Linked DNA regions of Mus musculus: regions 2, 3 and 4 are each linked to region 1. The links are chromatin contacts, called in public promoter capture Hi-C maps. All regions are on one chromosome and are shown on one strand. The core of a region is the stretch at or near the end of the contact, and the rest is flanking DNA. Distances in the headings are between cores, read along the strand shown. Region 1 holds the start of Nsf (N-ethylmaleimide sensitive fusion protein). Region 2 holds the start of Hexim2 (hexamethylene bis-acetamide inducible 2). Region 3 holds the start of Fmnl1 (formin-like 1). Region 4 holds the start of Arhgap27os3 (Rho GTPase activating protein 27, opposite strand 3).

What was found. Promoter capture Hi-C pulls out the DNA fragments that hold promoters and counts their contacts.
Region 2: a promoter capture Hi-C map of embryonic stem cells shows a contact between it and region 1, with 3 times the contacts expected there. The contact joins the promoter of Hexim2 here to the promoter of Nsf in region 1. A contact is called at or near these places in 3 of 39 promoter capture datasets (embryonic stem cells, hippocampal neurons and liver), 1 of 484 Hi-C or Micro-C datasets (cortical neurons) and 1 of 115 datasets of contacts at active chromatin or transcription factors (cardiomyocytes).
Region 3: a promoter capture Hi-C map of liver shows a contact between it and region 1, with 2.2 times the contacts expected there. The contact joins the promoter of Fmnl1 here to the promoter of Nsf in region 1. A contact is called at or near these places in 6 of 39 promoter capture datasets (the 3T3-L1 cell line, hippocampal neurons, liver and 2 more) and 1 of 115 datasets of contacts at active chromatin or transcription factors (pancreatic cancer cells).
Region 4: a contact with region 1 is called in a promoter capture Hi-C map of pre-B cells, with 3 times the contacts expected there. The contact joins the promoter of Arhgap27os3 here to the promoter of Nsf in region 1. A contact is called at or near these places in 2 of 39 promoter capture datasets (embryonic stem cells and pre-B cells) and 2 of 115 datasets of contacts at active chromatin or transcription factors (astrocytes and embryonic forebrain).

What each region holds. Positions count from the first base shown.
Region 1 is chr11:103,950,362-103,958,361 of GRCm38.p6, reverse strand. It overlaps Nsf (N-ethylmaleimide sensitive fusion protein), which reads left to right and starts at 4,306. Exons shown (of 21, transcript NM_008740.4): 1 at 4,306-4,392. The coding sequence starts at 4,381.
Region 2 is chr11:103,129,866-103,137,865 of GRCm38.p6, reverse strand. Hexim2 (hexamethylene bis-acetamide inducible 2) reads right to left here and starts at 4,507. Exons shown (of 3, transcript NM_027658.2): 1 at 4,409-4,507; 2 at 3,725-3,831. The coding sequence starts at 3,787.
Region 3 is chr11:103,167,301-103,175,300 of GRCm38.p6, reverse strand. It overlaps Fmnl1 (formin-like 1), which reads right to left and starts at 4,163. Exons shown (of 26, transcript NM_001077698.1): 1 at 3,860-4,163. The coding sequence starts at 3,988. Gm51919 (a long non-coding RNA gene) reads left to right here and starts at 4,725. Exons shown (of 3, transcript XR_003949776.1): 1 at 4,725-5,147; 2 at 6,270-6,419.
Region 4 is chr11:103,340,413-103,348,412 of GRCm38.p6, reverse strand. Arhgap27os3 (Rho GTPase activating protein 27, opposite strand 3) reads right to left here and starts at 3,660. Exons shown (of 4, transcript NR_045346.1): 1 at 3,494-3,660; 2 at 2,950-2,997; 3 at 1,368-1,558; 4 at 1-611. The region is part of intron 3 of Arhgap27 (Rho GTPase activating protein 27); the gene reads left to right.

The DNA.
Region 1 (8,000 bases), core at 3,057-5,556:
CAAGTTGATAAACATTGGTCCTTGTTGAAAGACCTGGAAGAAATTTCTGCTTGCAACCCTTTGACTGAGCAAAACAAGATGAACAGGCCAGTGGTAGAGATAGGGACACTAGCCTTGAAACTGATGTTAGCTCTTTGGGCTGAGAGTTAATGTTATCTGGACCTGGTAACTGGGCAAAATCGCTGTGATTTATAAGTTTAATGACCAAGCCAGTTCAGTCATTCAACCAGGTCTAAGGGGAGGGAGTGAAGATTGAAAAGAAAGAGACAATTAGACAAGATTATAACATGACTCCAGCCAATGCTGAGGCTGAAGCAGGTTTTTCTTTTTCAGTCTGTTTTTCTACCATCCTAAGTACCTGCAAAGAATAAGGTCAGTTCCTAGGATAAGAAACAAGGTAACATAGTCCCATGGTGTTCAGGGACTTGTCAAGATGGTCAAGATCTTGTCCTAGCCCAAAGTCAAATTCTTGCCTAAGCTTATTTCTCTGTCTTAGCCCAATGTCAAATTCCTGCCAACTTTCTAGAAGTGCCCCCCTGCCCCCAAACTCTCCACAGTTTAAATTCAAAATAACAATAAAGCTGGGCAGGGTGGCACACGCCTTTAATCCCAGCACTCGGGAGGCAGAGGCAGGTGGATTTCTGAGTTCGAGGCCAGCCTGGTCTACAGAGAGAGTTCCAGGACAGCCAGGGCAGAGAAACCCTGTCTCAAAAAAACAAAACCAACCAACCAAACAAACAAAAACAAAAAACAAACAAACAAAACAAAACAAAAAAAACAATAAAAAAGTAGGATGCAATCATTAAGTTTATCAGTCTATGCACCTCAGGGGGATTTACAAGCAGCTCAGTTTTCATTAGAAGGGCCGAGGCTCACCTAGATAAGATACAGGACAAGAAAGCCTCCTGGTTCTTTACTTCCTACAGGTTACTTCTCTTTCCTTCTTTCTTTCTTTCTTTCTTTCTTTCTTTCTTTTTTTTTTTTTTTTTTTTTGTTTCTAAACAGCTTTTTCCAAGTTAACATCAGAATTCAACTGTTTTCCTCACCTTCCTCGGAACCCCTGCGATCACCCCTGACTTAGCTATCACATCCGAGCTGTCCTACACAGCACCAGGGACTCAGCTTCAGTGGGAGTTTATAAAATCCACATGAATTCTCTCTTCTGTTCCTGGTTCACGGTGAGCTCACACCTTGATTTTATGAGCTCTTTCTTGGTTTTGTGTATCTCCCCCGCCTCCCAAGACAGGGTTTCATTGTGCAACCCTGGCTTTCCTGGAACTTCCTCTGTAGACCAGGCTGGCCTCAAACTCACATAGCCTGCCTGTGTCTCCTGACTTCTGGTATGAAAAGACCGCACCGCTATGCCTGGGTTGATTTTATCAGTTCTTAAGTTTAAATTGCTAAACATGCTAAACTCCAGTTCTTTGCTTGTTTTCTCTCAGACTGGACAAAAATTCCCCCTTTTCTTAATGAATTATGAGTGTTAGGTCCCAAGAAAAGCTGGGACAGGTCTCACTCAGTACCTGTGGCTAGTCCTAGCATCTCTCATTGTACCCACTACCCTGAACCACTCCAACCCAGGAGCTGGGCTTCCCCTCCATCCCCCCACCCTCAAATGTCTAAATAATTCAGCTAGTGTGGTTGAGTGCGCTCATGGTTCCTCTTGGCCTCTTGTTTTTTTCTCTCTCCTGGTCCCCTCTCCCCCCTCTCTCTTCTTTTCCTCTCTCATTCTCTCCTTCTCTTTCTCCCCTCTCATGGCCCAACCTATTCTGTTAGCTGTCTTCAGTCTGGACTCTTCCAGATGCCTCTAACTATGCTCTCCCTCATAGCTACAGTAAAACCATCCTCCTTAACCTCGGAGCAGTCATGTCTTCATTTCCTTCAATGAGGAATTAAGGCAAAACCCCGATATTCCTTATTGTCTCGGATAAAATGTGAAAAGAAACATTAACAGGGGGACTGACACACATTTAATGTAGAAGCTTTCTTCCTGCAGCCTGAAGTTAGGCCTTCTGAGATTCCAGTGAAGATGCAACACGGAGGTTGAGCTTGGGTTTGGGAAGAAGGCCCAGTGGCAGGGTACAGTGCTTTCAGAGTAGGGGAAGACCTCAGTCAGGATATCTGGTATCCATGACCATGAAAACAGGTCATGCTTAGTGCTGTAGAGGTGGAGACTGAAGGAGACAGGAGGATTCCCTGGAAATTGCTAACCAGCAAAGTCTACTCCAGGTTGGGTGAGAGATCATGTCCTTGAAGAATACGGTGGACCAGTGATTGAGGAAGACGTCTTGGAATCTTCTGGCCCAAACACACACATAACTCCTCATACACAGACGGAACCTAGGGCATACTTTATTCTCAGAATACTTTAATAATGAAACAATACTAGAAAAAAGATTACCAAAGACATAAATTGTGTGGGCTGAAAGGTAGTTCCGTGGTGGCTTAGAGCACTGGTTGCTCTTCTAGGATAGCCAAATTCACTTCCCAGCACCCCACATGGCAGTTCACAACTGACTGTAACTCCAGTTCAAGAGGATCTGGCACAGACGTGCAGGCAGGACACCAATGCACATTTCTTTTGTTTTGTTTTGTTTTGTTTTGGTTGAATTTATTTTTTTTATTTTTTATTTTTTTAAAGATTTATTTATTTATTATATGTAAGTACACTGTAGCTGTCTTCAGACACTCCAGAAGAGGGCGTCAGATCTTGTTACGGATGGTTGTGAGCCACCATGTGGTTGCTGGTATTTGAACTTCAGACCTTCGGAAGAGCAGTCGGGTGCTCTTACCCACTAAGCCATCTCACCAGCCCCCGGTTGAATTTATTTTAATGTGTGTTAGAAAACAATAAACACAGAAAACAGACTTCACCTTAAGAACGCAAGCTCCCAGTTTCTTTTAGGTCTTACTGGTTTCACTGTTAGGTATGTTATATCAATGAATTTAATAATCTTTCAGATGCAAAACTTGAGTAGAATTTCAATGCTAAGATGATATAAGAACGTAGATCCTGTACAGAATTCTTGGAAAGAGAGGTAACTCTTGAGCAAATATAATTTTTGCTTAGTTCTGAGTCCTTTCTTAGAGACACTCATTACAGTGAAGATATTGATAGTGTGAATGGTTCTGACTTACTGACTTACCAGTTACTAAAAACTGGTCCCTATCTTGACCACCCTAGCATAGGAAATACCCCTGTAGCTCCCTTTTATCCCTGTCGGTGTGTACACCCTTTTGTTTGCTGTTCCCTGGGCCTGCTGAGTGCTTCTCAGGACTGATTAGGCTGCACCCCCTACCCCTAGTATCTCCCTTTTAGAGTATTTCAAGGTCTTCAGGTTTGCTCCCAGGAAGAGGTACCCATTCCATCCCAGAGACTTTCCTCTAAGAGGGTTCCTCCAACTTTACTTTTCCTTTTAGGGAGTAATCTTATTGAATATCTCATGTATTCTCATAGATATCATGTCTTATTTTTACATGTTGCATACATTTTAAATGACATTATATATTTGTAAGGGGACCCAAGAGTACTTTAGAGAAAAGTGCTGAAGAGGACATAAGGGAACGGATATGAGGAGGCTATGTCAAACATTCCTCCTTAACCCTGAAGTCCTGCTACATGCTAAAAGTCTCACTTTCAGCCTTGGCAGGACAGGGTACACCTGTCTTGTTTCCTGTGTGAGACTTTTACTGCTGTGCTGCTTATAGAACTATCTTCTGGTATTTTGTCTTATCCAAATCATTTTAGTTTTTCTGTGGCATTGTTTTTTTTTTTTTCCTGAGGACTCAAAATAGAGTTTTGAACATGCAGAGGTGGATGGCGGAATACCAATGCACGTTAAAACAAACGAACAAACAAACACCTTAAAAAAGATAGAAGTTGTGCTTATAAATGAAAATATCGAACTATAAAGCTAGCGCATATATAATTATGATTCACTCTCAAAACAAGTGTGCCTGCAAAGAAAAGCTCGGATTCGAATAGAATCCGAATTCAGAACCAGCTTTTAGCTATTGCGCGCCCCCTCCACAGTCCCCTTTGGGGGAAAGGCCAGCAACCACGCGGGGTTTTCTCGGCGCATTCTGTTTTAAGAGGTCTGGAAGCAGAAAGCTAAAAGTCCATTAAAAGGCCACGTGGCCAGCTTTGTGAAAACCGGGTAGCAGTGAGGCGGCCAGCTTGTCTTCAGCCAAAATGGCGGTGCTCGGACTGCGCGCTCGCACGGGATGGGGAAGGGCGTCGGGGACGCGGCCGGGCGCGGGCGCGGCCTCCCGGCGGCTGCGCGCCTGCGCGAGGGCCGGCTGCCGGCGAGCACGCGCGCGGCGGAGGCGGGCTCAGCAGAGTGCGGAGCTGCAACCTGGGAGCCGGACGTGTCCGCGAAGATGGCGGGCCGGGTGAGTGGCGGCCGGGCAGCCCGGGCTCGCAGCGGATCGCCCGAGGTCGCGACTGCTGCGAGGTCCACGAGGGCTCCGGGGAAGGGGCGCGAGGCTGAGCACCCAGGAACGCTGAAGGAAGGGAGGTCAGAGCAACGCTGGAGGCGAGACAGTGTAGCTGCGGCAGGGGATTAGCTCTGCTCAGAAACTCTGTCCTCCCCGAGGGTTGTCTCTTCGTCCCCCGGGTCTCCAGTGCTTCCCTTGTCATCCCCTGGGGCTCGTTTCTCTCGTCCTTCAAGCATCTTGAGGGTAGTGGCCACTGGAGCCCCCCTCTGACGAGCGCTGTGTGCCCTCCACACTCCTCCGAGGGTTTCTGAGGTGGCACTGCCGGATAACCGCGGGGTGTAGTCTGCTGCAGTCAGGGCGAGGGTGTGGGAACCCATTTCTAGTTCTTCCTAAATGAATGTTATGAAAAGAGGAGGGGAGGTCTGCAAATTACTTTTACGGCTAACCTTAGACCATCTCCTGGGGAGAAACATATCAGCTGTGAAGCAGCAATGTCTTTCGTGCAGATGGACTTGGGGTGTCACGTTTTGTTTTTCTAAATGACAGTCGATTCGAATGCAGCAGGCTGTGTTGTAGTCTCAGGGATTTACATTTTACTTCCCCATTAAGCTCGTAGGACGGCGGGGTAGGATTGGGGTTGGCGAGGAGAGATGGGGCCAGGTCACTGCTGTTATTGCAGTAGGCATCAGAGCTAATATCGCTGATGGATGGATCCTGCCCAGAGATTGCCCTGTTCGAAACCTGGGGACATTAACTGCGTCATTACAGACTAACGTTGTGCTTGACTGATTCACTTACACCTGAATATTTGAATAAGTTTGCATACATGTATGCATATATGTAAATGTCCTGTCTAAAGAGAATTGTAGGTCATGAGATTCTAAAGTCCCAAAGAGACGGTAGAGGTCATCAGACTAGCTCCATCTTTTTCTCTTCCTTTTTTCATAATCCCCCTTTTATCTCAAGCTGACCCTTTTAACTATTTCAGGGTCTGTTTTTGCCTCCTCAGGAGCCCCTCTCCTGAATCATCAGCCCTTCTGGAATGCACTGGTCTCTTAAACCCTCCCTCTGCCCCCACAGACTTTTCCTCTAACCATTTTTTTTCCCCCAGTGGCAAAGTCTGGTGATTTTCTGTGTGTGTTGACTCTCATTTGCCTACCACCTGCTACCTCCTGGGCCCACCACAGTCGGACTGAAATGCATCCCTAAAATTCATGCCCATTTCCCAATCCTTGTTACACGTGATGTCTCAGAGCGTCTGACAGTGTTGCCCGTCTCCTCCTTAATGGAAGACATTCTTCCATGGCTTCAGTAATGCTGGGCTAATGTTTTGACTCATCTCTCTTTCGGAGTCACCTTCCTCCTCCCTGTCATTCAATTCCCACACTCTGTTTTATCTCCTCTCCTCAGCTAATCCCTTCTGAGCCAAAGCTACAACTGTCTGTATGCCTGAGGTGCTCAAGCTTTCATCCATCCTCTACAGAACTGCCCTCTAAATTCCAAATTGATGTGTGGAAGTGTCTGTTTGTAATCAAGAACAAGGATGGGTGATCACCTTTGATCCTCACAGAGGCAGGAGGACCTCTGACAATTTGAGCCCAGCCTGGTCCATATAGTGAGTTCCAAGACAGCCAGGAGTACATAGACACCGTCTCAAATAAATTAAATACATGAGTAAATAAATAAAATAACTAATTCAAGACTATTTGAACTCTAGTTTAAACCCAAAGCTGTGATCTAAGCCCACTTCCCTGGTACTTTTTCTGTTTTTCTCTCATTGAATGATACCATCACCAGTGGAAACCTGGCGGGTATGGGATGACTGTGTGTGTGTATGGGTGGTAGGGGCACATGCATACCCATATGTGGCAGTCAAAGGACAACGTTGGGTTAGGATTTACCACCCACGCTGTTTGAGCCAGGGTTTCTTTGGTTGTTCGCCCCTGCCTATGCCAGGCTAGCTGGCTTTCCAGCTTCTGTGGAGTCTCTCGACCCAGGATTACAGATGTGAGCCATCCTACCTGCTTTTCAGTGGTTCTGGGGCTGTGAACTCAGGTCCTCACACTTGCAGACCGCGTGCTTCATCCAGGAGCCCTTCTCTTCCCTATTGTCTGTCCCTCTTGCCGCATCCCCTGTATAGTTCACCACTGTCTTCCCACCTGCACACTAAAGAAAATAAAAGTGGTTTTTTTTTGTTGTTTTTAAACGAAGGATTTAATCAGGGCCCAGAAAGGTAGGCGTGGGAGCATTGCTGCTGTAGATATCCTAGGTACCCGCTGCAATTGGTGTACCCCTCTCCCTGGTCAGTTTACCATTCGGCATCCTCGTCTCCACCCCTTTTTCTCTCTGTGGTCTGAATAGCTGCAGGAAGTTTCCTAGTCTTCTCCTTTTGGCCTTCTGCCCCTCTTCCATCCTCCATGCTGGTTACTCTTCCCCAGCCCCTTACTGCTTAAACCCGTCCTCAGTTTAGTTTTGGGAGAAGATGAGATGCTTAACAAGGCGTTAGAGGCTCTTTGTGGTTTTGCGCCTGTTTCCCTCCGCTCACTTTCACTGTCTGTGCTCAGGTTATATAAGCCTTTCAATGCCTTGAAGCTTCAGTTGTCTCTCTTACCACAAGGTCTTTGCTGGGCTCGCTCTTTGTAATGTTCTGCCCTTAACCATTTACCTCCTACTCAGAGAACGCTTGGGAAGCCTGTGATCTCAGGCTGTAAGTTGTGATACTTTGTTACATCGTCTTGAAGACCTGTGTTCCTCTCTTAGAGCTTTGTCTATTTCTCACTGTGACTCTATCATATTAGTATGCTGTATCCTGTGTGTTGGCACATGCCTGTAATGCCAATGCTTGGGAGCCAGAGGCAGGAGGATCACTGTATGTTTGAGGCCAGCCTGGTGTACATACTGAGTTCTAGGCTGGCCTGAGCCATAGAATAAGACCCTAACTCAAAAATAAAGTGCTAGTGTTATTATTTGCCTCCACTTTATGAGACCGCTCTAGATATTTATGCTAGGTATTTTACTCATTACCTGCTTTATACACTTGTGTTTGCGCATCAATTTGGTAGAAATTTAAAAAGAATTGTTAAGTGCAATACATTTTAGAAAATTTAATTCTTTAAAGCACTACTAACATATGGAATTTATTCTTTTTTTTTTCAAGCACTTAAGGCGCAAAGGTGAAAATATATTATTGCTTTTGCATCTGTTTGCTTACATACGAGCATGCGCGTCTATGCCGTAGCACATGGGTGGAGCTCGAGGACAACTTGTGCAGTGAGGTCTTTCCTTCTACCATGTGGGCTCAGGGCTTGGGTTCCGGATGCCGGACTTGGTGCCTTTACTTGCTAAACTGTCTCACCTGTCCAAAGGTATATAATGTTGCTATAGAAAGATGGTTAATTGACAGAAGAGTGAGCCCTTAGATACGCTCGTATTTGTAGTACACCAAACACTTGCTGTAATGCTGGTTATTTTTTTCTTTGTTTTTGAGACGGTCTCCCAGTATAGCCCAGGCTGGCCTGGAGTGCACCTTGGAGAATACACTGACCTATTCACAGAGATCTGCC
Region 2 (8,000 bases), core at 3,258-5,757, 820 kb after region 1:
GGCACTCACTTTGTAGACCAGGCTGGCCTCAAACTTAGAAATCCACCTGCCTCTGCCTCCCGAGTGCTGGGATTAAAAGCGTGCGCCACCACGCCCGGCCTTCTTTTCTTTTCTTTCTTTCTTTCTTTCTTTCTTTTTTTTTTTTTTTTTTTTTTTTTTTTTTGACATAGCATCTCCATAGACCAGGCTGGCTTTGAACTTACTTGCACAACCAAAGATGACCTTGAACTTCTGATCTGCCTGCCCTCACCTCCTGAACGATGGATTGCTGGGTTTCTGTAGTGCTAGGGATGGAAGCTAGAGTTTCATGCATCCTGAGTAGCCATTAACTGAGCTACTGGTCACGTCAATGTCCAGAATGACACCAGATCTAGAGTAGCCTTCCACAAGCACTAGTCAATCAAATGAAAGACAGGGAGGCCAGATGTGGTAACTTGTAAATTGTGGATACTTGTAAATTCCAGCACTAGGGTGGCAAAGGCAGGAGGGTCAGGACTCCAAGCCAGGATCAAGGACAGCCTGGGTGACCCGAACACCACCACGGGTACCCACATTCAAAAGAGATTCATACTTGGTTTAATGCTCTGCTCTTCTTGAAATTGGGGTCTTCTCAGTGTAGTCCAGGCTAGCCTCAAACTCACCAACCTCCTGCCTTAGCCTCAATAACAGGTACACGAACCTATGACTAGCTCTGAACTTTGTAGGGTCATTGAAGCCAGAGTCTCAAGCATGCTCAGCAGGCGTGATGTCATTCTGCTATACTCCTACCCTTTTAGCTTTTATTGTGAAATAAGAGTCTCACTGCCAGGCAGTGGTGGCGGACGCCTTTAATCCCAGCACTTGGGAGGCAGATTTCTGAGTTTGAGGCCAGCCTGGTCTACAGAGTGAGTTCCAGGATGGCCAGGGATACACAGAGAAACCTTGTCTTGGAAAAAAAAAAAAGTCTCACTAAGTTCTCCAGGCTGAACTTGAACTCACTCTATCCAGGCAAGTCCACCTGCCTCGGCCTCCAGAGTTGCTAGGATTTAGGCCGGGGGTGGGGGGTGGGGGATGGGGGTGGGGGTTGAACTTAATAACTTTTGAACAGGGACTCCCCGCCCCCTCCCTGAGAATTAGATAACCAATCCAGCTTCCAGCTCTTTGCACGGTGGATCCTTTCCTATTGCCCACGCTTCAGCTGTAATGTTGCCTCTTCAGTGCCGCTCTCCCTGAAGATCCTATGACAGTGGCTCTCCCAGCTACCCTATCCTGTCACACAGGCAACCTCACAGATAGCACCCTGCGTGTTACTACTTATCAAATATCTTCATCCCCTAAGAACGCAACATTTTACCCCGATGTTCGGTGAACACACGGTTGTCTCTCTATTTATGGACTGTATGAGGTAGCAAGAGGTCCTAACCAAGGGGAGGTCGGTCGCAGACAGATTTCAGAGCTTTAAAGAGGGGGAGAGAATCCATCAATCCCAGGGCTTGGTGACAGGAGGCAAGCAGATGAGTCTAAGGCCAGCCTGTTCCAGGCCAGCCAGGGCTACACAAGGAGACCTTGGAAGAGGAAGAGGAGAGGGTGGGAAGGAGGGAGGGAGTGCACACAAGGGGCATCTGCTTATCTGTGTGGTGAGGGGCAGGAGTCCTGGGTGTGAGGATAGGGAACGAATTGCTCTAAGTTTGTGGTTAGAGAGATTTCTAATAATAACCACTCTCACAGTAGCATCTAAGCAGGGTCACTTTTTTACAGTTTTACTTATTATGTAAGTGTGTATGTGTGTATACAGACGCATCCTAAGGACATGGCTTGTGTGTGTGTGTGTATGTGTAGGTCACAGATCACTTGTGGGAGTTGGTTTTTCCTTCCTATTCTATAGATCCTGGAGGTTGAACTCAGGTTGTTGGTCTTGGTACGAGAACTAACTTTACCTGCTGAGCCATCTTGCTGGCCTCTGAGCAGGGGACCTGGGGGGGGGGGTCTGCTTTTGGAGACAAGCTGTTTGTTTTGGGGTCTCACTTGGTAGCCCAGGATAGTCTGGAACCCGTTCTGCAGCCAAGCCTGGTCTCAGCAATGCTGCCACGGTCTCCTGAGTTCTGGGATTACACACATGAAGCATCATGCCGACTGCCTCATTAGGTGTTTCAGAGATCCTAAGGGGATTCCAGGGGTGTGCATGTGTGTGTGTGTGTGTGTGTGTGTGCGTACTTGCGCGCTGTGAGATATTTGCAGTGTCCCTTCACCTGTAGCAGGAAGATCATCAATCAGATCATAAGGAATTGGCCTTGTCTTACTGGTGGTTTAAACAAACTAAGATGGCTCTGCTGCCCACCTACAGACACAACGTACAGGGATCTAAGGATAGCTTATTGTATGTTTCCGGTCATTTTCCTGTTCCCAGTCTTAGTTCCCTAGTGACTCCGGCCTAAAACCAAGCCAGCTCTGTCCCTCTGCTTATTCATTGTCTCCATTTTGAAGCTCTGACCCTCCACCACTATCACTATAAAAGATAAGTTCTGCTCTGTAACCTGCACGAGACATTCACCCTCTCTTGTAGCCTTACTTGACAAACGCCATAAGAAACCCAGACTAGGCTTAAATGGGTTAAAAGCCTCTCTGAGTTAAACACTGTCACACACACACACACACACACACACACACACAATGCCAGCACTCAGGAAGCAAAGGCAAGTATGTCTCTGAGTTACAGGCCAGCCTGGTCTACAAATCGAGTTTCACGGCAGCCAGGGCTGTTACACAGAGAAACGCTGTCAAAAAAACAAAAACAAAAACAAAACCCAGCAAACAACAATAACAGCAAAGGCCTGGGGTGTAGCTCCATGATAAAGCACTTTTCTAGCATTGGCAAGGCCCTGGGTTCAATTCCTAGCATTGTGAAATCAACAACAACAACAACAACAACAACAATAACAACAGAAACCAACTCTCTGATGTTTGGCTCTCTGCTATTTTGGAAGTGTGGTGATGGATAAGGGCCACCGAGAGCCAGCATGGGCTGGGACTCTGTGGGTTCCTGCTGTCAGCCCACATACTAAGTTGCCATTTACTGAGGACTTAGGCGCTTTCTCCCTCTCCTCTGAGGTTTTCCTGCCCTGCCTGTCAACCTGTACACCGAAATCTCTTGTCTTGACTCATTCTTGGTTCTCAGCCCGGAAAAAATAAATTTTTTTTTAAGTGCAAAATCTCTAACCAAGTTATTTGTCCTTGAGGTCACTTGTCATTGAGAGACAAGGTACTGTTATCAGAAGACCCTAAATGTAAGGTGGAATTTTGTTCCTCACAGGCTGCCTGATTCTGGAAAAGGTAGTGCAGCTCTCCAACCTCAGCTTCTGTCCACTGGAAATAACATCTACCTTGAAGGGCTTTTAGGAATTCATGAGCCATCATTGAATCACATTCTGGCCTACTTCCCAGAGCACAGTACAGACTCATTTAAAACACTGGCTTTCTAGCTGGGTGTGGTGGTGCAGGCTGTAATTTTAGCCCTTGGAAGGCTGAAGAAGAACGTTGTTGCAAGTTCGAGGCCAGCTGGGGATACACAGAAAGACACCCCCCCCCACCTCCCCCCTCAAGGTCTCAAACAAACGAAAATAAAATAAAATACTGGTTTTCTAAATCTACCAACCAACCAACAAGACAAAACAACAAAAGCCCTAGGATTTCAGCTATCTGACCCCACGTTTAGGGCTTTCAGGTGGCTGGGAGGGTGGGTACTTACCTTGGCCTCCTCCAGAGCAGCTGGTGACGCTGTGTTGCAGTTGGTATGGTTCACAGTGGCCATCTTCTCCTACTCTTGCAGCAGATGATGTCTTTAACTACTGTCACCTGCTTTGAACAACAACAGAAACCTAAGTCCTTAGGCAGAAGCTGGTTGGTCAGGAATTGTTTTGTCACAGCAGCAGCAGCCATTTTGTGGCCCCAGACCTGCATGGCCTTCACTTTCAAGTGAAGACTCGGAAGGCTGTTTCCATACTCTAGTCTTCACATTGCTAGCCAGCAAGGGACCAAGTGGGAGAGCAGAGGCCCTGGGCCTCTGCTCTCCTAATAAGTAAAGACAGGCTGGCAGTTAGGAGGGTAGGCCTGAGCTCTGTCACCCAGAAAGGACACTGCTTGGGGGATGCTGTGGAGAGGGTGGGTCTGTAGCTCCTGGAAGCCCCTATCTTGACCACCTTCAATCTCTCTAGGTTGGGACCTGGTCAGAGCCTATGGTTGAAGTCTTTTTGTCTACAGGGCCTGGACGGCTTCTCTCCTGTCTCAAGGAACGGGGAGCTAAAGGGAAGAAGTCTTCAAACTACATGCAGCTGACAGAAAGAAGAAGAAAAAAAATTCAATGGGAGTAAAAATGGAGTTCTTGGAGGAGGGAAAAGTCCTGGCAGGGAGATTTAACGAAGGTGGGACTGACCTATTTGCTGTCAAGGGCTTAGTGTACACCACTACCTCTGTGTGTCTTTCTGTGCGACCGCCTGTCCATGAGAGTCTCAACGCCTCTGCCCTATCTCTTGCTGCAGTAGCAGCAGCTCTGGCCAAGCCGCTAAAGCCCTAAGATGGGGGGGGGGGGAGGTGGAGGGGCGAAGAGGACAGCCTGGCAGCGCAATGGCTGCTGGGGGTTGTAGTTCTTCCACCCTAGGAAAGCTGCCCAGGATACTTTCAAGCTCCCATTACGTCAACAACCATGCCCAGGAACGCCAAAAAAAAAAAAAAAAAAAAAAAAAAAAAAAAAAAAAAAAAAAAAAACCTATTTGCCTTTGCGTGAACGTCCCGCGCTCACCGATCTCTTCTTTGATTGGGTCGCTTGTCTGCCAGTCTCCCGACTTTTGTCAACAACTAGCTGTGCGGAAGCACAACTGGACCCGCCCTGTCAGAGCTCAATTAAAGAGTTCATTGATGGCGTTAGGCTTTACCAGGGAGAAATAGAGATCCGGTCGCGGGGGCGGGGCTTGCGCGCGGAGGGATTCCCTAGCCTTGAGGAAGGCGACGAGCAGCTCGGGGGCCGCCGCCGCCGCCGCCATTTTGGGCTGGGAGGAGGCAGCGGAGGGACTCGCTGCGCAGTGAGAGCACCCCATGGGGGGTGGTCCGGGCGCGGGGAGAGGCCGGGCCGAGTGGGCTGCCTGAAGTGGCGGCGCCGGGAGACGGCGGGGAGTTGGGTCGGGGGCTGGGAAGGGTGAAGGTTGGCGTCTCCCCGGCCGAGCCCAGTCCTCAAACCGTCCCGGCAGCCTCTCCGCCTCGCCTTTGAGAGCGGCCTTTTGGGGTAATTACCGCGTATTTCCCGGGATCCCAGCAGAGGAGAGGCCAGTAAGACGGCTTCCCCTCTGCTGTGCTTCCACCGGGACGTGATCCTGAGGCCGAGGTCTGCCCAAGGCCTCTCGTCACCCCCATTCATCCCGGGTATGGCGGCCAGGCCCGGCGTAGCCGGACCCCCATCTGAAGGACGAGGTGGGCGCGACGCCAGTTGGAGACCCTGGCTCGCAGGGACGGGCCGAGGTTGCAACTCTGGCCGCATGCCCTGAGCAGTGCTAGTGAGCTGGAGGCTCCGAGGTTGCCCGGCCGGATTGCACCCGCCTCCCCACCCCCATACACCGTGTCCATCCCACTTCTCAGGGCTGCGAAAAGCAACAACCCTCTAACTTCTATAACAGCCACCAACTCCCCCTGGGACCAACTAGATCTGGGCACGTGGAAAGCTCGAGCTTAGCGCTTGGAAATTTCTGAGCTCTCTTGCCCTCAAGATTTCTCCCATCGAGCCCCGACTCTCCCAATGGCCTGACCTCGAACGTCAGCATCCGCTTTTGGAAACTCCTGAAGTGTGTCGCCCCACTTCAAAATTTCACGCCAAAGGGATGGGGTTATGCCCTTTGAAGGGTTGGGGGAAAGAAAATAATTTCAGTCACTACAGTCCAGTAATAGAAACGGAGTGGCCCATTTCGGGTACTTCAAAAACATCTGCTTGCATTTTGAAATCTGAGCCGTAACTTAGGGGCGAAGAGGCTGTGCTACAAGGGCAAAGGGAGTTAATTCCGATGTGATTTTTTTTTTTTTTTTTTTTGTAAGCCTACACCATGTCCCATTTAAAGTCTTGTTCCACAAACTAAAAAGAGTATTTTCTGTGCCACTGTCTCATTGTTACTGAAGCCATCTCTTCTGTAGATGCAGAAAGTACTTAAGTAGAAATGGCAGTTTTGATCTACTTTATGTGTTATATAGGATATAGGGGAGACCTCGAATAAACTTACAACCTAACATTATAGCACTGCCAGCATTTAAAAGGCTCTCTTACTGAACTTGTTTCTTAAAGATTTCCAGACTACACCTTCAAATGATAGCTTTGTAGTTGAGCTGTCAGTTAAAATTGTGCCCAGGTAAGGCTCTGAAGTAGGTGGTTAACTAGCCATTGATACCTGTGAGTACCTTGTAATGAATTTTACTGCTAGTTATAGATGGTCTTAACTCCTAGGCCCTTGCTTTAACAGTAGGACCCGGGAAAGTTTCTTCAGGGTTGAAGGACTGCCCCTTGTATTAATAAAAAAAACAAAGTCTTTCCAGCTGGATGTGGTGGATCTCTTAAATTTGAGGCCAGCCAGCTCTCCATAGAGAGTTTCAGGCCAGCCAGGGCTACTAGTGAAACTTGAATAGTCCTAAATGGGGTGAGAGCTTCCTAGCTATAACTAATTTTTCCCTCCATACCTCATGGTTTGAAGAAAAATTTTAAAGTCTACTGTGCAAACAAAACAACAAACAGAAATACCTGCTCACTATTGACTGGTTTGGGTTTTTTTTGAGACTTCTTACTCTACCCTAGGCAGAGTAATCCTTCTGCCTCAACCACGTGTTAGATTTACAGGTATGAGCTAGTATATCAACTTGTTTTTTTCCTTTGAGACAGGGTTCGGATAGCCCAGACTGACCTTAAACTCGTTCTGTAGTTTAAGCTGGCATTGAACTTCCTTCCTCCGCCTCCTAAGTCCTTGGATTGTAGGCAGGTACCACCAAACCCAATATTATTTATTTACTTCCTTTGTGTTTACATATGCATACATGTGGAGGTCAGAATTTGTAAGTCTGTTCTCTTACCACCTGGGTGTCCGGGGATAAACGTCCTGTTGTCAGGCTTGGTAGCAAGTGCCTTTACACAATGAGCCATCTGGCTGTTCTCCTAATGGGGTTATTGTTGTTATGTTTGCTCTCACCCATGACCTGGAACTATCTGCTTGAGCCCCTCAAGTGTTCTCAGGTGTATACCATTGCATTCAGTCATGACTAAGATTAATTTAGACAGGGTCTACTGTAGTTCTTGCTAGCCTTGAAAACTCTCTGTAGCCAAGACCTTTGAACTCCTGCCTATGCTTGCTGAATGCTGAGATTACAGGAGTGTGCCATCGTACACAATTTGTGTGGTATTAGAGATTGAATCCAGGGCTTTGTGCACTCTAGGCAGTATCCTGTCAACTGAGCTACATCCCTAGCCCCTATTAAAGTTCTTAATCCAAACTGTGCCTTTTTTTTCTTTGTTTTGTTTTTGTTTTTGAGGCATGGCTTTGCTCTGTAGTCTGGGATGGCCTCGGACTTGCTTTGTAGAGTTCATTGGCCTTAAATTTTATGGGAGCCCACCTGCCTTAGCCTAGGGCTCCCATCAGCAGCCAACACTAACTGAAGCCACAGTGCAGTGCTCATCCTGTAGTTCCATTTTTGTCATGTTCACTGCCCTGATCAAGAAAAGATGAGGCGCCTGGTATGGAGCCTCATGCTAATCCCAGCACTTGGGAGGCAGAGGCAAAGGTACCCACAAAATTGGAGGCTAACCTTGGCTGCAGGTTAAGATCCTGTCTCAGAAAGAAAGAAAGAAAGGGATGTGGCTGGGTGGAACAGCACTTGCAATAGCCTGCTCAGGAGTGGAGACTGGGAGTTGGGAATGAGTTAGGAAAGTGTGACTCTTAACTTGGTAGGAGCCAGATAGGCACAGGAGCTGAAAGGGGACCTGGGGGTTCCGGCAGACATTT
Region 3 (8,000 bases), core at 2,914-5,413, 780 kb after region 1:
GCCAGAGTAGCTTCCTGCCACCCAGTACCCTACACTTCCTGTTGTTACCCACACTGAGTTCTTATTCACTGGGGGGAACCCCCCCCCAGCACACTATGCGTGTAGGGAAGTGGAGGCCTCCCACCCCCTCCTCGGGTGCACACCGCTGGCTGCTGCTACCACCGTTAGCACCAGGCTACTCCACCCCTGAAGGGGAGCTGGGCCCTCCCTCTCGTGGTTTCCGGCCTCAGGCAGTTTTCAGTCTGGGCCTCATGGCTTCTAACCTGTGTAATGACAAAGGAGGCTGCCTGGCCTGTGTTAGCTGAGATCTGGAGGTGACTCAGTCATGCCTGGCAACCTAGGATGTTCTTGTGGGGGAGGGGCACGGGGCCTTGGGGAGGCACCGGACAGCTCCCCTCACTCACTGTAGAGAATGGTTACAGGCACTTGCTCCTTGATAGACCCAATACCTAGCCCTCTACCTCCGCAATCCTAGGAGGCCGCCATATACCTATTATCCTCTTTTTAGGCGTGAGAAACACTGGAACTTGCTGTGAACTTGCCCAAGGTCGCACACACGAATTAAGCAACAAGGATGAAAGTCATCTGCCAAGCTGCCACGGTCCCCAACTCCACCCCCCTTCAAAGGCAGGGAGAACCAAGCCACCTTCCAGAATCTTGAATTCTCAAGAAAAAAAAAAAAATGCAGAGGTGGCCCAAGGGCAAACACCTGCCCCTGCTCCTCTCATCCAGCCCTTTGCCAACTGACCCTGGGTGCCACTGTGAATCATGCCCACTGCCCTGCATTTCAGGCCAGCATGTGCTAGCTATGCCTGCTGGGAATGTCAGCCATGGCCTCTGCCCAACCCAACAGCTAACCACAAGGCCACACCCCAGTGAGATCCACTGTAGGAACAGTCCACCATGGGGACCGAGTAACACCCCAAGCACTAAGGGGTCCACCTTTGTCACTGCCCAGCAAAGTGGAGTGTCCAATCTTTTCTTCATCACCAGTCCCAGAAGTGGAAGATAGAACTCCAAAGACCTCTAAAATGCTTAGAGCTGTCCGGACTGCCTCAAACTACCTGATAAAGTGCCCACGTCCTGGGTATGAGTAAGAGCCCCCCAGTAAGCCGGACCCTCACCCAGCCCTGCCTGCATACAGTACTACTCAGCTTCACACAGACACCCTTAGGCACTCTCCCTTATTCCTTTACCCCAGGTCCACAGGCATCAAATCACCGGGGCCCTGTAGCCAGCCGTGTACATTGCACTCCTGGCTGTCCTGGACAGGGTGGCTTGCCATCTCAAACCTTTGCTCTGCATGCCTCTCAGAGAAGACAGAGAAGTGTTGGAAGACACCCAGCCTTGGGCATGGGCGTAGGAGAGGCGAGAGCTCAGAGCCTGGCTGGCTGGTGTGTTTCCACCACCACAGCAGGCCTGTGTAGTTGGGGCAGCCATCGCTCCTCCGCGGTTGCTAAGGCAGCATTCGAAACCCTGGCTCAACCTGCTCTTTCTTGCCACCCCCATTTTAAGCAGGGTACCCCCTTTCTTAAAGCCTTCTTGGAAAGGTAGTACCCCACCATCCACCCTTGATGGGAAAATGTCTCTTTGCTCCCCTTGCCTGGCTGGTGGAAGCACCCCAAATCATAAGGAGAGCACCGTGGCTAAGAGAAGAGGAAGTTTGGGGAGTTGGGAATCCTACTCCCTACCAAAGACGAAGAGGCTAAACTTGAAATGACAGGTTCCCAGGGCCATGTGACTGGGGAACTGTGTTCCCCTATCAACACTGGGGAATCCATAGGGTGGGGCCCCCATAACAACTTCAAGTTCATTTCATGCTAGACAGTCCCTAAAGACTGCGCATGACCCCAAGAGTAGAGGTCAGATGGAGCTACACCCACTGGTAGACTCCTGATTTCACCAATCTTTAGCCCTGGGTGGCCTCAGGCAGAGGTCAGGGCCGTTAATCCAGGTGGGGCTCATGACCCTAATGGTGAGGGAACAAGAAAAGCCAGTTCTCAACTGTGTGACCTGAAGATGAGTTTACCCACCCCCAGAGGATAAGGGACAGCTTTGAAATCCAGGGGACCGGAAAAGGGATGGGTAAGCCCTGTGGGTGCTGCTGCCCTAGGCTTCCACTGAGCCACCAGGACACTCTGGAAGGTTCTCCTGACATTCCCTCCAAGCCCTGGCCCTCAGGGGTTTTCAGCAGCATTTCCTATCCGACCATCACAGCCGAAAATCCACCCAGGGCAATTAAGTCTTGCACTTGACTTTTGGAATTTCCACTGGTCTGAATTATTCACAAGGCTCCTTCCCATTAGTGTACCTGACCTAACAGATTGGCCAAGAACTATCCCTTATCCATAGACACACCCATTAAGGGAAAATCGAACCCATGGCCCTCCTGACAGGCTGAACCTGCCATCACCCAGGCTCCTAATATGACCCCCTCCCCCACTTGCTCAGCTCTGCTGAGCTTGGCCAAGGCCTGGATCTGAGGAAGAGGGAGTTAGGGGCAGGTGGAGAGACAGGGAAGTCCAAAGCTAGCCTAGTGTGAAATGTCCCTCAGAGTCCCTATTTGTCCCCAAGTTGAGCACTTGTGCCTTCACAAGGAGAGACCCCGCCCCATCTCAGAGGTCCCCCCAAGCTCCTCCTCTCCTTCCGAAGCCAGGATTCTCAGGAACTGTTGCCCCTTTGAGACCATGCAAAGGATCTAGCAAGTCAGGCCTACTGACTCGCTCGCTTGCCAGAGAGAGGAAATGCTATCCAGGAGGTGTGGAGGACAGAGGGTCAGCACTTCTTTGCATCCAGAGTGAGCCTCCTCTGGACTCCCATCCTCAGACCTGCAACATCAGCCTACTGAGACTGGAAAATGCCTCTAGGAAACAGCCCAGCCTTCCCCACTGTCACCCGGTGTCCAGCCAGGGATGCCTAACAGGGATGCCACTGGGCAGCCACCTACAGAAGACAGCAGGAAAGAGTGCTGGGGTGAAGAGGAGGAAGTGAAAAAGACTGGCCTTTCCCCTCCCCTACTTCTGCCTCCCAATGCCTGCACAGCCCACCCTATCAGAAACACTTTGAACCACTTAACTCCATGCTCAGAGTTGATGAGTTGATGGCTCCCTCCCAGAGGCCCAGACTTCAGCTGCTACTCCATCCTAACCCACCCTTGCCTGCCCCAGTTTCCCAAGCAAGTGACAGCCAAGAGGGAGGGGAGCCTTCCAGATTTCTGTTCCACTCCAAGCCAGAATGACCAGCCTATCCTGGCCCCACCCTTCCTAAGCTTACTCCTTTCAGTGGTTGGGGGTGGTCCATGATGAGGGAATGACTGCAAACACCCATTCCGGGACATGGTGGGGGTGATAAATACAAGTGGAGGGTCTAAGAGTCCAACTCCTACGCCAGACACCAGAACAACCCAGGACTGAAGGCTCCACTAGGTCTACAGCTTCCAGAAGGTTAAATTATAACCCCTTTCCTCTTTGACCCTGAGACGCAGAAGGGCAAAGCGCTCCAGACTTGCACCCAGCCGCTGGGCCTGCGTGCAGTGGAAAAGTGGGCGCCAGCCCCCTCCCACCTGGGGCGCGTTTGGAACTCAACCTTATGAGACATTTTTGACACCTTTAGAACTAGGAGCATAGGAAGGGGGTCGATGGGGGGGTCTCTTAAGAAAGCTTCCTGGAGGGGGCTAAAGAAAGTTTCTTGGGGGGGGGGGTGCCAAGTCACTCTGAAAGATGACAGTGTTACTCCTACCCCTCTGGAGGGACAGCAGGTGGACCAGGGATCTCCAAGCCGCACCTGAGTCCCAAGAGGCGGGGACGCATGCGGAGCCCCTGTCATCCCTGGCTCCTGGTGCGCATCAGGTCACACTCACCAAGACCCGCGTGAACCTCTCCTCCAGCTCCCCGGCCGCCGGCATTGGTTGCTTGGGGACGGCTGGCTGCTTCGGGGGCGACGCGGTGGGGCCCGCGGGCTGTTCGGCGCTGCCAGCCGCGTTGCCCATGGTGGTCCCCACCCAGCCGGCCAGGCGCCTCCAGCCTCGGAGATCCAGTTTTCCCTGGGGGTCGCGGACTAGGCTCCGGGAGCCTGGAAGCGAAGGGCAGCGCTGTGTGGCGAGGCTTGGCTAGGTGGCTCTCGGCTCAGCGGCGTGCAGGGGCCGGGGCGCGGCGTCCCATCGCGGCGGCCCCGTCCGAGGGAGCGGGCGGCGACCGAGGCTCGGGGAGGAAGTAGGGTTGCAGGCGGCCGGGGCCAGAGGGCTGGGCCGGGGGCAGGAAGCTGCGGCGCGGGCTCCCCCCTCGGCGATTTTCGAACTTCTGCTGCCGCTCCCGGTGCGCGCAAACCGCAGTTCTCCGCCGCGCACCCGGCCCCAGGGGGGCGGGCTGCAGGGAGGGGGCGGGCGCGGGCGACGGCCGGGGGTCCTCCGCAGCCATGGCGCGCCGGCTGGGGGCTGCCGAGCAGTGCACCTGCGGCGGAGGGGGCGGCCGCCGATGCACCTGCCCGAGCCGGAGCCGACCCAGGCGAGGCCGAGAACACAGCGGCGCGCTCGCCCGGCGCCTCCGGGTCCTAGAACCGCAGCTCTCCACCCTAAGCCCGGCAGTAGGGGGGTCCCTAGGCCCGAGCCTGGAGGAGGCAGACCCCCGGGCGGAAGATTGTCCAACCAATCCGCGCGCGCCTTAGAAACCTAAGGTGGCGCTGAGGTGCGGTTGGTGGGCGTAATTGCTGCTGGGGGTCCCCCTTTGGGGTCCCCAACTAAGAAGATGGGAACCCCCTTCCAGGCCCCCCACCTCTGTGTCTCTCCTCCGTTGGGCCCAGAGATGATCTGAGGACCAGAGGGAATTATCTGCAAACAGGTTGGAGGACAATGACATAGGTCAATTGAGACCTGACCAGATGTGACTGTGCCAGCATCTTCAGCAGTTTTAGACTGGGGGCACTCGTGGAAAAATGAGGTTGGCGAACCTGGAGATCACTGTGGTGGTGCCAAGGAGAAGTAGGGCACTAAGAAGGGTTAAAGGCAGCTGCTAGGCTGGGGGAGGAACAGGCACCTCAGATGGGTGGAAAATCTTGACACTGTCACCATGAGGGACCTAGGCTGGCTGAAGAATGACAATCTTGGCTATCTGATAGTTACAGAAAGATTTCTGTGATAGTGACCAGCAAAGGTAGGTATGGATGTCCTTGTTTCTGTAACGGTAACAAGGGGCCTTTCCGTAGCTGTAGCAAGGGGTCTTGTCCAAGGCCACACAGATAATTAGGGCAGAAACGAGCCTCTCTGTTCATATCCAAAAATCTATAGCCTCGGACTCTTCTTATTTAGGGTAGGAGAGTGGAGAAGGGGTAGGCCTTCATAACCGGGGCTCGAACTCCATCCTGAATTAACACCTCTAATTCTCCCACTTAATCTGTGGGGCTCTTGAGTCAGCCCCTCCCTGTTCTGCCAGTCCATGGGGTGAGGTGCCCTACACTGAGGGAGCCTTGAACTTTCTCTGTGCCAGCCCAGGGGCTCTAAATGGCTACTCTAGGTCATTCCCACCTCTCTAGTTCATACTCAAAGCCACTGACAAAGGATTCAGCAGGAACTGGGAAATTAATTATCTAATTATGAGGAAAACCAGACACAAACCTGCACGCTCCCCAGCTTGACCTGATTAAAGCCTTCCTCCTGCCAAGTTCACCATCGCCCCTGTCACCATGGGAGAGATAGTCTCATTTCATGTCCTGAGCAAGGACTTCCAGGGTGGGTGGAAACAGGGTCTCCTGGAGCCTATAGGAAGGGTACCTGCCCTATGCCTACCTCCATCTTCCTTAGCCTTGACCTTGGGCCTTGCCTGAGATTAGTAGTTGAGAGATTTTTGTTTATTTATTAAAGACTGTACTTCCTGATTCTTCCATAGCTGTCTCTTTCAATTCATCAACAAATGTTTCCTTCGAGCCCCAGCTGTGTGCCCAGCTGTCTGCTTACTGATGGGGCTTCTGGGACTCTTAAGGTGTCCCTAACCTTGGACACAGCCTAGCAAGGAACGGATTCAGAAGCTGGGAGGGAGGGTATCTGCATTGAAGTACTTGTGGGGTCAGTGCCCATGCCTCCTCTGCCCATCACTGCTACTTTGAGGGACACCGAGAAGCCAGAAATTGGGCCTCTACTGCAGTAATTGCCAGCCTGCATCCTCATTGCCAATTGCCTCCCACCCAAAACCTGGTGGAAATAAAGCTAAACTGAAAAGGGCCTATCATGTGGGAAATTATCATATTAACAACCCTACATCCTCCCTCCTGCTGACTAGGAACGTGAGTTACCAAGGAGATGTGATCAATCATCACCTATTCAATTCTGTTGGCTTCATAGAAAGCATCTTCCCAAAACATGGACCACAATGGAGAAAATTCTACCAGCAAAGCTTGGTTGTCAAGTTTAGGAACAATGTTTCCTTTCCGTAAGTCTGCGTTGCCCCCTTCCGTGTGCAGGTGGTATGACAGGCAGGACGGACTGATGGCTGTGGTGATCGATACAGTCACACAGCCAGGGTGACATTTCCAGACCATTGTCACTTTGTCATCTTTAATGGAAGGAATGTGCAGCCATTGGGAACACTCCTAACTCAGGTGACTGAGCATGTATCAGTAGTCAGTAGATGTCTCTTTAAGGAGAAAGGCAAGCTATGGATGTGGCTCTGTGGTCAAGTGCAAAGTGCACAGCATGCACAGAGCCCTGGGTTCAAGCCTCGATACTGCAAGAGAAGAAAGGAAAAGGTTAGGCTGGTGAGCAGGCACGCACATGAACTCTGCACTCTGGATACTGAGGCAGAAGAATGGGGAGTTTAATTAAGAAAATCTGGCTAACAGGCTGGAGAGATGGCTCAGGGGTTAAGAGCACTGGCTGCTCTTCCAGAGGTCCTGAGTTCAATTCCCAGCAACCACATGGCGGCTCACAACCATCTGTAATGATGGGATCTGATGCCCTCTTCTGTCATGCAGGCATACATGCAAATAGACAGAAGGAAGGAAGGAAGGAAGGAAGGAAGGAAGGAAGGAAGGAAGGAAGGAAGGAAGAAAAGGAAGGAAGGAAGAAAGGAAGGAAGAAAAGGAAGGAAGGAAGGAAGGAAGGAAGGAAGGAAGGAAGGAAGGAAGGAAGGAAGGGAGGGAGGGAAAGGAAGAAAGGAAGGAAGGAAGAAAATCTGGCTATCCAGCAAACCCCACTCTTATAAATGACAAAAGGCCACAGTGAGGGGTCCATTGATAGAGTTCTTACTGTGCAGATCTTTAGCACCCAAATCAAAAACCAAATATAGCCGGGCATAGTGGCGCACGCCTTTAATCCCAGCACTCAGGAGGCAGAGGCAGGCGGATTTCTGAGTTCGAGGCCAGCCTGGTCTACAAAGTGAGTTCAGTTCCAGGACAGCCAAGAGCTACACAGAGAAACCCTGTCTCGAAAAACCAAAAAGAAAAAGAACAAACAAATATATATATAACGAGTGCCTGTAATCTCAGCCAGGCAGATGGCAGATTAGGAGTAGGGGTTCCCTGTAGGTTTGCTGTCCAGTGAGCTAGCTCTAAGTTCAGTGAGAGGATTAAAAAAAAATGTAAAAGGGAGGAGGGGACTAGAGAGATGGCTCATAAGTTAATAGCACTGTGTGCAGGCCAGGTACGGTTGTATCCATCTTTAATCCCAGTTCTTGGGAGGCAGAAGCAAGTAGATCTCTATGAGTTTAAGGTCAGACTGGTCCACATAGTGAGCTCCAGGCCAGCCAAGACTACACAGTGAAATACTGCCTCAATACTGCCTCAACACCATCCCACCACCCAGAAAGAGCACTGGTTGCTCTTCCAAAGGACCTTGGTTCCATTGCCACCACCCACATGGTGGCTAACATTTGTAACTCCAGTTCCAGGAGTTCTGACACCCTCTTCAGGTCTCCACCAACACAGCATGCAAGTAATATACAAATATTCATGCAAGCAAAATACCCACACATATAAATTTTTAAAAATATGTATTTATTTATTTATTATATGTA
Region 4 (8,000 bases), core at 2,411-4,910, 610 kb after region 1:
ATTTCCTTTTATCCTTTTGCATGGGTGCGTGTAGGTGTATTCTCATGTATATGGGTGGCATGTAGTTGTATTCTTATGTATGTGGATGGTCTGTAATGTTCTCATGTATGTGGGTGGCATGCAGTTGTATTCTCATCTATGTGGATGGCACGTAGTTGTATTCTCATGTATGTGGATGGTGTGTAGTTGTATTCTCATGTATGTGGATGGCATGTAGTTGTATTCTCATCTATGTGGATGGCGTGTAGTTGTAGTCTCATGTATGTGGATGCACAGGTGTGTGCATACAAGTGGAGACCCTAAGCTGAAGTCAGACACCTCCAGGCGGGTCTCCGGTTACTGTTTCTTTGTCAGACCTGGGAAAAGCCTGTCCTTGTCTCCCTTGCTGCGATTACAGGTGGGCCACCACACCCACCCAGCTCTTCCCTGGGGTCTGGAGATGTGAACCCCAGTACTCACGGTTGCACGGCAGATGCTTGCTTTACCTGCTGAGCCATTTCCCTAGTCCCCCACTTTCCCTTTTGCTTTAAGACGGACCTGGTTAGGAACATAGTTCATCCATCGATAGAGCACTCGTCCAGCTTTCGAAACGCTCTGGTTCAACCCCGGAGCTTCAAAAACAACACAGAAAACTGGGGGTGCGACCCAGTTGGTAAAACGCTTGCCGAGAGTGCATGAGGCCTTGGGCTTGATCCTCAGAACCCCATAAGCCAAGTGTTTAGAAGGAAGGGAAGTGTATGAATCTCTGTGTGTGTGTGTGTGTGTGTGTGTGTGTGTGTGCGTGTGTCTGTCTGTGTGTATGTCTATCTGTCTCTGTGTATGTGCATGTCTGTCTGTCTCTGTGTGTGTGCATGCCCACCTGTGTGTGTGTGTGTCTGTCTGTCTGTGTGTATGTCTATCTGTCTCTGTGTATGTGCATCTGTCTGTCTCTGTGTGTGTGTGTGCGTGCCCACCTGTGTGTGTGTGTGTGTGTGTGTGTACTGTCTGTGTGTGTGCGTGTGTCTGTCTGTGTGTATGTCTATCTGTCTCTGTGTATGTGCATGTCTGTCTGTCTCTGTGTGTGTGTGCGTGCCCACCTGTGTGTGTGTGTCTTTCCGTCTGTCTCTCTTTCTCTCTGTCACACACACACACTCACACAAAGGATAGAGAAACCAAGTTTATAAAGCACCATCAGGACCAAGGTGATTAAAAAAGAGGAGTGGACAGAGGTTGGAAGTGAGGCCTCCATAGCCTGTGAAGGCTCTTCAGGCCCAGGTTAGGGAAGCTGGCTTGAACAAGAGGTCCCTGTGCCCTGCATCGAAATGAGAGAAAAGTCTGAGGGGTGTGTGGGTAAAAGGCAGCCCTGGTCACACTTTCTTACTCTGTACCTTGGCTCCACTGGGCAGCCCAGAAGTTCCTTGATGGGCTCTGCGGGGCCCTCTGCCAGCACCCCTAGTGTGTGCCAGGAAGGAGCCACACCCAGCTCGCCCACCCAGGAGGAGGAGGCCCAGCAGGCAGCTCCATGAGGTCATCCAGAGGCTGGGGCAGAGTCCGGTGCTTAGGGTGCCCAATTGGAAACCTAGAATCAGAAAAGCAGAAACACACCCAGCTTTCTCCCCAGGGCCCCGTGGGTGTGGGAACCCAGAGGCCAGCTGTACTTTCACAGAAACCAGCCCTGGGGGTGGGGAAGAGGACAGCCCCATGCTATACAGCCAAAGAAACTAGGGCCCAAAAATTCCAGCCAGTGCTCGCTGAAACAGAGCCTACCCAGACCCCCACACCTCTGGATATAGTCATTCTGTGTTTATCAAGATAATTCAGCCCCAAACCTATCGTGTTCGGGATTCTGTTGAGGTGAGCACCTGCCTGGGACCACACAGTCACTCCAGATAGTAGTGAAGTGCTCTGCCCAGGGCTGTGCTCTCGTACAGCCGTGAGCGTGTAGCTCTCTCCGTGGCCTGGGTGGACACGGAGGGTTACTCAGTCACTGGCCTACAGAAGGTGTAGTAGGGGAGGGACCCATTGTGTGACAAGATTGAGATAAAAAGCACAGTCCTTCCTGCTGTCTCTCCACCCAGTCTGGGTAGCAAAGAGTGGGCAGGCTTAGAAAGTGAATGGAGGCCTGTTCCTGGCTGAGTATTTGATTTGTGTGCTCTCTCTCTCTCTCTCTCTCTCTCTCTCTCTCTCTCTCCCTCCCTCCCTCTCTCCCCTCTCCCACCTCTCTTTCTCTTTTGCTTTTCTTTAGAGAGAGATTCTCACTAAATAGCCAAGAAGCTACAATGAACAAATTCCAGGCTACCTTCCAATTTACAGCCCTGCCTCAGTCTCCTGAGTGCTGGAATTACAGGCACAGGCTGTTCTGTGCAGTATGTTTTGGGGGCCTTTACTGTGCCTCTCAATCCAGGGGGCAGGATTTTCCCCTTGCACTGTCCCCTTCCCCTCCCCTTCCTTGGAAGGTTTTGAAGATGAGGCCTGGAGAGGGAAAGGGGGTGATTGACAACTGGTCTGTGAGACAGATGGGGTGATTGGTCTGTGCAGGTGGCTCTGCCCCCTCCTGTTCTCAACATGGTGTGCTTGTGGGCACCAGCTGTGGTCATCACCTCAGCTTGTTAGGAGAGAAGTCGAGATAGCCTGAGAGCTAGCCTGTGCACCCAGAGTAGTACTGGCTTCCCGGGAGCCACCAACTGGGGACCATGTACCCTGGGGACTGGGTTGCTGATAGAGCTCAGATATGGGTGCCGAAAGGGCAGAGGGCCACAGCGCCTCAGCCCTCCTGCGTTCTCACCGAGTGTTTCAATCCTGCCCTGTCTCTCTGGGGTTTCTGCAATGGGAGAGCAGGCAGGGGTCAGAGTCTACACTGGAAACAAACTGGAGACTCAGAAGCAGGGCCCAGGAAGGAGGCACCTTGGGGAGGGACAGGACAGACAAGATGGTCCCCAGAGACTTGGAGACACAGCTATAGCTACTCACCCAGGGCACGCTGGGTCTGCTGTGTGTGGCTGGGATTGGAGTGTGCACCTTAGTGAGGGGATGAAGGGAGGAGAGATCAGAAGAAAGGAGCGGGTTGCTGTCCTACCTCCTTTCCCTCAGTGGAGGTGAGCGGATTAGGCACTTGGATGTAGAGACGTCTATGGGGTTGGATGTATGTGGCCACCCAGGAGGAAGAGGGCCAATGTGCCTTGGTAACCAAGTCTGGAGGAGACAGAGCCAGGTGGTCGAGTGGGAAGACAGTGGTGTGGTCGCTGTCCCTTCTGTTCTCTTGGCTGGCAGAGTCTAGACACCAGCTTCCCCATACCGCATGTGTCCAAACCCCTTCCTCATCTGAAACGTCTCTCTCCACAGCCTTCCTCTTTCCCTTCACACCCTCCTGGACCTGCGGCAAGTCCACAGCCACTCACAGTCTTGTGTCTGAGCCTCAGTACACCAGGCTAGCCCGGGGTTGAAGCCCTCTCCTCAGAGTTTCTTTCCACCTGTCCCCATCTGAGCCTCATCTTCCACGACACCCATGACTTACACGTGAACGATTTGGTAGAGGCTGATCCAAGCTGTGTCTGGGGATGGAATGCAGATCAATCCAATGTGTCACTGGAGCACTGAGCACAGGGGCAGGGTGGTCGGGGGGAACAGCCAGTGGAGTCCAGGAAACATGAAAACACCCCAACCTGAGCCACCCCACACCCATCAGGCAACTCTGTCTCAGGCACTTCCGCAGCCCTGACAGGAAACCAGCCGCAGTCTCAGCCTCCCGCCATCTCCGAGGCAGCTTCTTGTTTCCCACTTGCCCTGTGCCACCTCAGAGTTGTGGTCCCCGGCTCCACCCCCCTAAGCTTTCCCAGGCTGCATCCCAGCAACTCAGACAGGGCCGGGATGGTGGATATGATTTCAAAACTGGTCAGAAGGCAGAGCCGGGCCCTGCGGGCACAGGTAAGTTAGCAGAACTCGGGAAAGGCTGAGCCTCTGAAGGGGCGGCCTTCTGGGTTTGGAGCCGCAGTGGGTCTATGCCGCACTCTTTTAGGAACTGATTATAAAGCTCAGAACAGGGCATGTTGGGGAAGAGGGGGGGTGTCAAGACATTCTTCTCGGAGGCCTTTTCTGTCTAACTTTCCCGTCTGTCCTTAGAAGGACAGACAGAGAGTTCTGAGATCCACAGCGTGGATGGGGCAAGAGAGACGGGGCTTCTACCACTGTGGGCAAGGGAAGGGAATTGAAGACAAGGGGCCCAGGACCATAAAGAAGTGAAGGGGAATTTCTTGGCTCAGTTCTCTGACCTGAGGTGGCAAGGCCTCTTCCTCTTCCCCACTCCTGTACCCAGAGGTTACAACTTAGGAGCCCTTGATACTATTTTTAGGCTATGGCTGCATGCAGGTCTCCAGAGTGGGGGCCTGCCATGTTCCCCTGAGAGCACAGTGAAAGAGCCTCTGCAGCCTCAGCAGCAGTGAGAACCCAGCAGAACCAACCATGCTAACAGAGGAGAGCTGCCTTAGCCTGCCACCCAGGCTGGGGGTGTGGGGAGCTCACAGAGAGCTCTGGAGTTTGAAGGATCATCATGGCTGCAGCTTGCAGACCACCTCAAGGAATGGGGGTCTGCCTGTTTGCCTCTTTGAGGGTCCCTCTCTTTCATCCCAAGCATTTGGTGTCTCTGGGGCAAGCCTGTCTTCCTCCTGCTCCCACCTTATGATTCTGCATTGTCTCTTCTTGGGGTAGCCCTGTCACTCCAGGGACCTAAACCTCCCTCCCCCCCTCTCTCTCTTCAGTATCCCCCATACCTGCTGGTGTGTCCTATGTTCGAGACCCCTGTTAGCTCCCATAGCCTGTCAAGCATAAATCCCTGCTCCAAAGAGCCCAGTACCACGTCGTCATCGCCCTATCACCCATGGACCCTTCCAACCCCAGGCCTGGAATAGGCAAGGCCACAGCCCTGGTGTGTCCAACTGTGACGCAGGAAGCGCATCTGTCCTCTCTGTCCCCTGTCATTATGGTTTCTGTCCTATCCCTTGAAATCTCCTGAGCGCTGTGGCTCAAAGCCGCATCCCAGCTATCCCTTTCTCACATTCTGTTCTGTGTGAATGTGCTTATTTCTGGCATTTGCCACAGAATTGACTTGCCTATAAAGCCGTGTCTGAGAAGATCTGATATGGGCTTCAGGACATTGCTTCACCTGAAGGGGGCCCCCGTGGCACTGGGCACACCATCCTATGTCCTACTCACAAAGAGATGCATGCCCAGTAGGGACTAGGGAGATGGCCCAGTGGGTAGAGCGCTCACTGTGTAACCATGACGCCCAGAGTTTGTATCCCTGATACCCATGTAAAAGCCAGGTAGGTGGGCATGGAAGTCTGCCTGTGATCCCAGTGCTGGGGAAGCAGAGATGGGATCTCTAGAGCAAGGTGGCTAGCTGGACTAGCCAAGTCAATGAGCTCTGGCTTCAAGGGAGAGACCCCGCCTCAATATGTAAGGTGGCATTTATGTGGAGTTAAGTGGAGGAAGAAAGCAGTGTCAGCATCAGGCCATACGCATAGATGTGTGCACGCATACAAACATATACATACATATACACACTACATATACACAGAAGGAAAGAAAGAAAGAAAGAAAGAAAGAAAGAAAGAAAGAAAGGAAGGAAGGAAGGAAGGAAGGAAGGAAGGAAGGTAGCCAAGTAAGGTAGGTGGTCAGCCACCCAGCCTCCAAGGCAGCATGCCACTGGACCCGAACAAAGTGATGAGCAGCTTAGATCTCTCTCCAGAGAGCCTGTGACTCGAGGCTCCCCAAGAAGCAAAGTTAGAGTGAGCAGGAAGGGAGAGAGAGGAAGTCAGGCGAAGGGAATAGCCTCCGGAAAGGCCAGGAAGTGGCTGGGGACCTTCTTCTGGAGAGGCAGGGGAGCAGCCTGGTGCAACCAAAACACAGGATGCCACATGGGGTTTGGGGTCAGGGAGAAAGGAGAAGTGGGTGGAAGTCTGTCTCCACCATGGGATCCTAAAGGGGTAACGGAGGGGAATTGGTGGGCTCAAACCCTCTGCATCCCAGGAACAGGCCAATTTGGCAAAACTGAGACCTCCATGTCTCACCAAGCCTCCATTTTTTTAAAATTATATTTTATTTATTTATCGGGTGCCCATGTGTGAAGTAAGAAGGTAACTTGGGCTGTCAGTCTTCTGCCTCCACCAAATGGGTGCTGGAGTTCAAACTCAAGCTGTTAGGCCTGGCATCAAGTGCTTAAAGGCACTGAACCCTCCCGCCAGCCTCCGGCTTTGCCATCTCTCTCAGCAGTGCCCGACACTAACACGCCGCACTTACCACACCTGCATGCACCACACCTGCCTGTGGACCCTGGAGGCCGCTCGCACCAAGCTGGGACTTAAGTCCATTTGTTCTCTGCTGCCTGGCTCAGTTCCTGCCACAGAACAGAGTAATCTTTGTAGGATGAGTGACCGGGGTTGGTGGCGGGGTGGTGGTGGGGTGGCGGTAAGATTAATTTATTTGTATGTGTATGAGTACAAACACTCATGTATGTACATGCACCACGTGTGTGCCTGGTGGCCCAGGAGGTCAGAAGAGGGAATCGGTTATGCTTGAGCTGGCATTCGAGGTTCATGAGCCATCGTGGGGGTGCTCGGAACCGAACTCCGGTCCTCTGCAAGAGCCGCAAATGCTCTTAACCACTGAGCCATCTCTCCAGCCCCAAATGAGCGATTTTTATGTTTCTTCCTAGAGAAAAGCCAGGCTGAATAGAACATGATTCCCTTACACAGGTGTCTCAGCCATGGAGAAGGAACTTTTGTGATGATTATATACATATGTGTGTGTGTCTGATATATATATATGTGTGTGTGTGTGTATTGTGTGTGTGTGTGTGTGTGTGTGTGTGTTTTAATTACTGTTACAAAAATTGGAAGCTCCAACATTTTTAAAGGAAAGAGAATTGGACAACTTGCCTTTTGTACCTGAGGCCTAGGATTCAATTACCCAGCCCTCCCTCTCCCCCAAGCATAACCCCCATAATCACACTGCCCAGATAGATCCTCTGTCTGCATTTTGTTTGGCTTTGGTCTTTTTGAGACAGGGTCTCATATATCCCAACCTGGCTTCAAACCCCACAGGTAGACAAGGATAACCTTGAACTCGTGAGGTTCTGCCTCTGTCTTCTGAGTGACAGAAATGCACTGCCTGATTGTGTGCAGTACTTAGAGTCAAACCACAGCCCACCCATATTGCTAATGCTTTTTGAGGTGTACTGTTTGCTGGGAGCATCGCATGTTCTTAGGAAACTATCAGTCCCTGGTGCATTTCTGCTGGCTTGGGTTTGATAATGGTGTTGTCTATCTTTCTAGGGGGCTGGCACTGCTGGGCTGCGTGTGATGGGGACAGTGGTGGGATCTGGGGAGAGCTGGGTAGACCTGGACACAGACAGGCTGGCTGCAAGGGAACTGAAGGCACTGGACGTGCTGAAGTTCCCGCGTGGACGGGGACAGACCCAGAGACTTCAGTGCAACTAGAGCTTAAAGTTCAAGGCCAGGGGCAGGGAGTGTCAGGAAGTAGAGCTCAAGCCCAGGCAGGTGATGGATGGCCTCAGACTTTGCCCCTTCACCAGCAGGGAAGCAGAAAGTGTGAATCACACAGTGAGCTCTCTTCCGTGACTAACCAGACGAAACCCTAGATGCCCCAGTCCTTTGTGGGGAAAGGGACCACTCCTTGCTTTGAGCCTTAATTCTCCAGCCCAGCCCATCTGGCTGCTCTGCTCTCTCAGAACAACGGAAAGCCGGAAGACCCCCAAATGAAGCCCACTAAAGACTTGATCCCAGGCCATTGGTCTGTTCCTGATGACGTTTCTCCTTTCTCTAAGTGCAGACTCCTCTGTAAACGCAGAGCTGAGTTCTTGTTATACAATAAACAAACCGACACGCAGCACTTTCAAAGACATGGTTTTTTTTCTTTTTGCCACAATTTCTGGGATGATCAAAGCACGCATGTCCATGGCCACACTGTGTGACTCTGGAGTTGCCCTAAAAGTCGTTTCCCTCGAC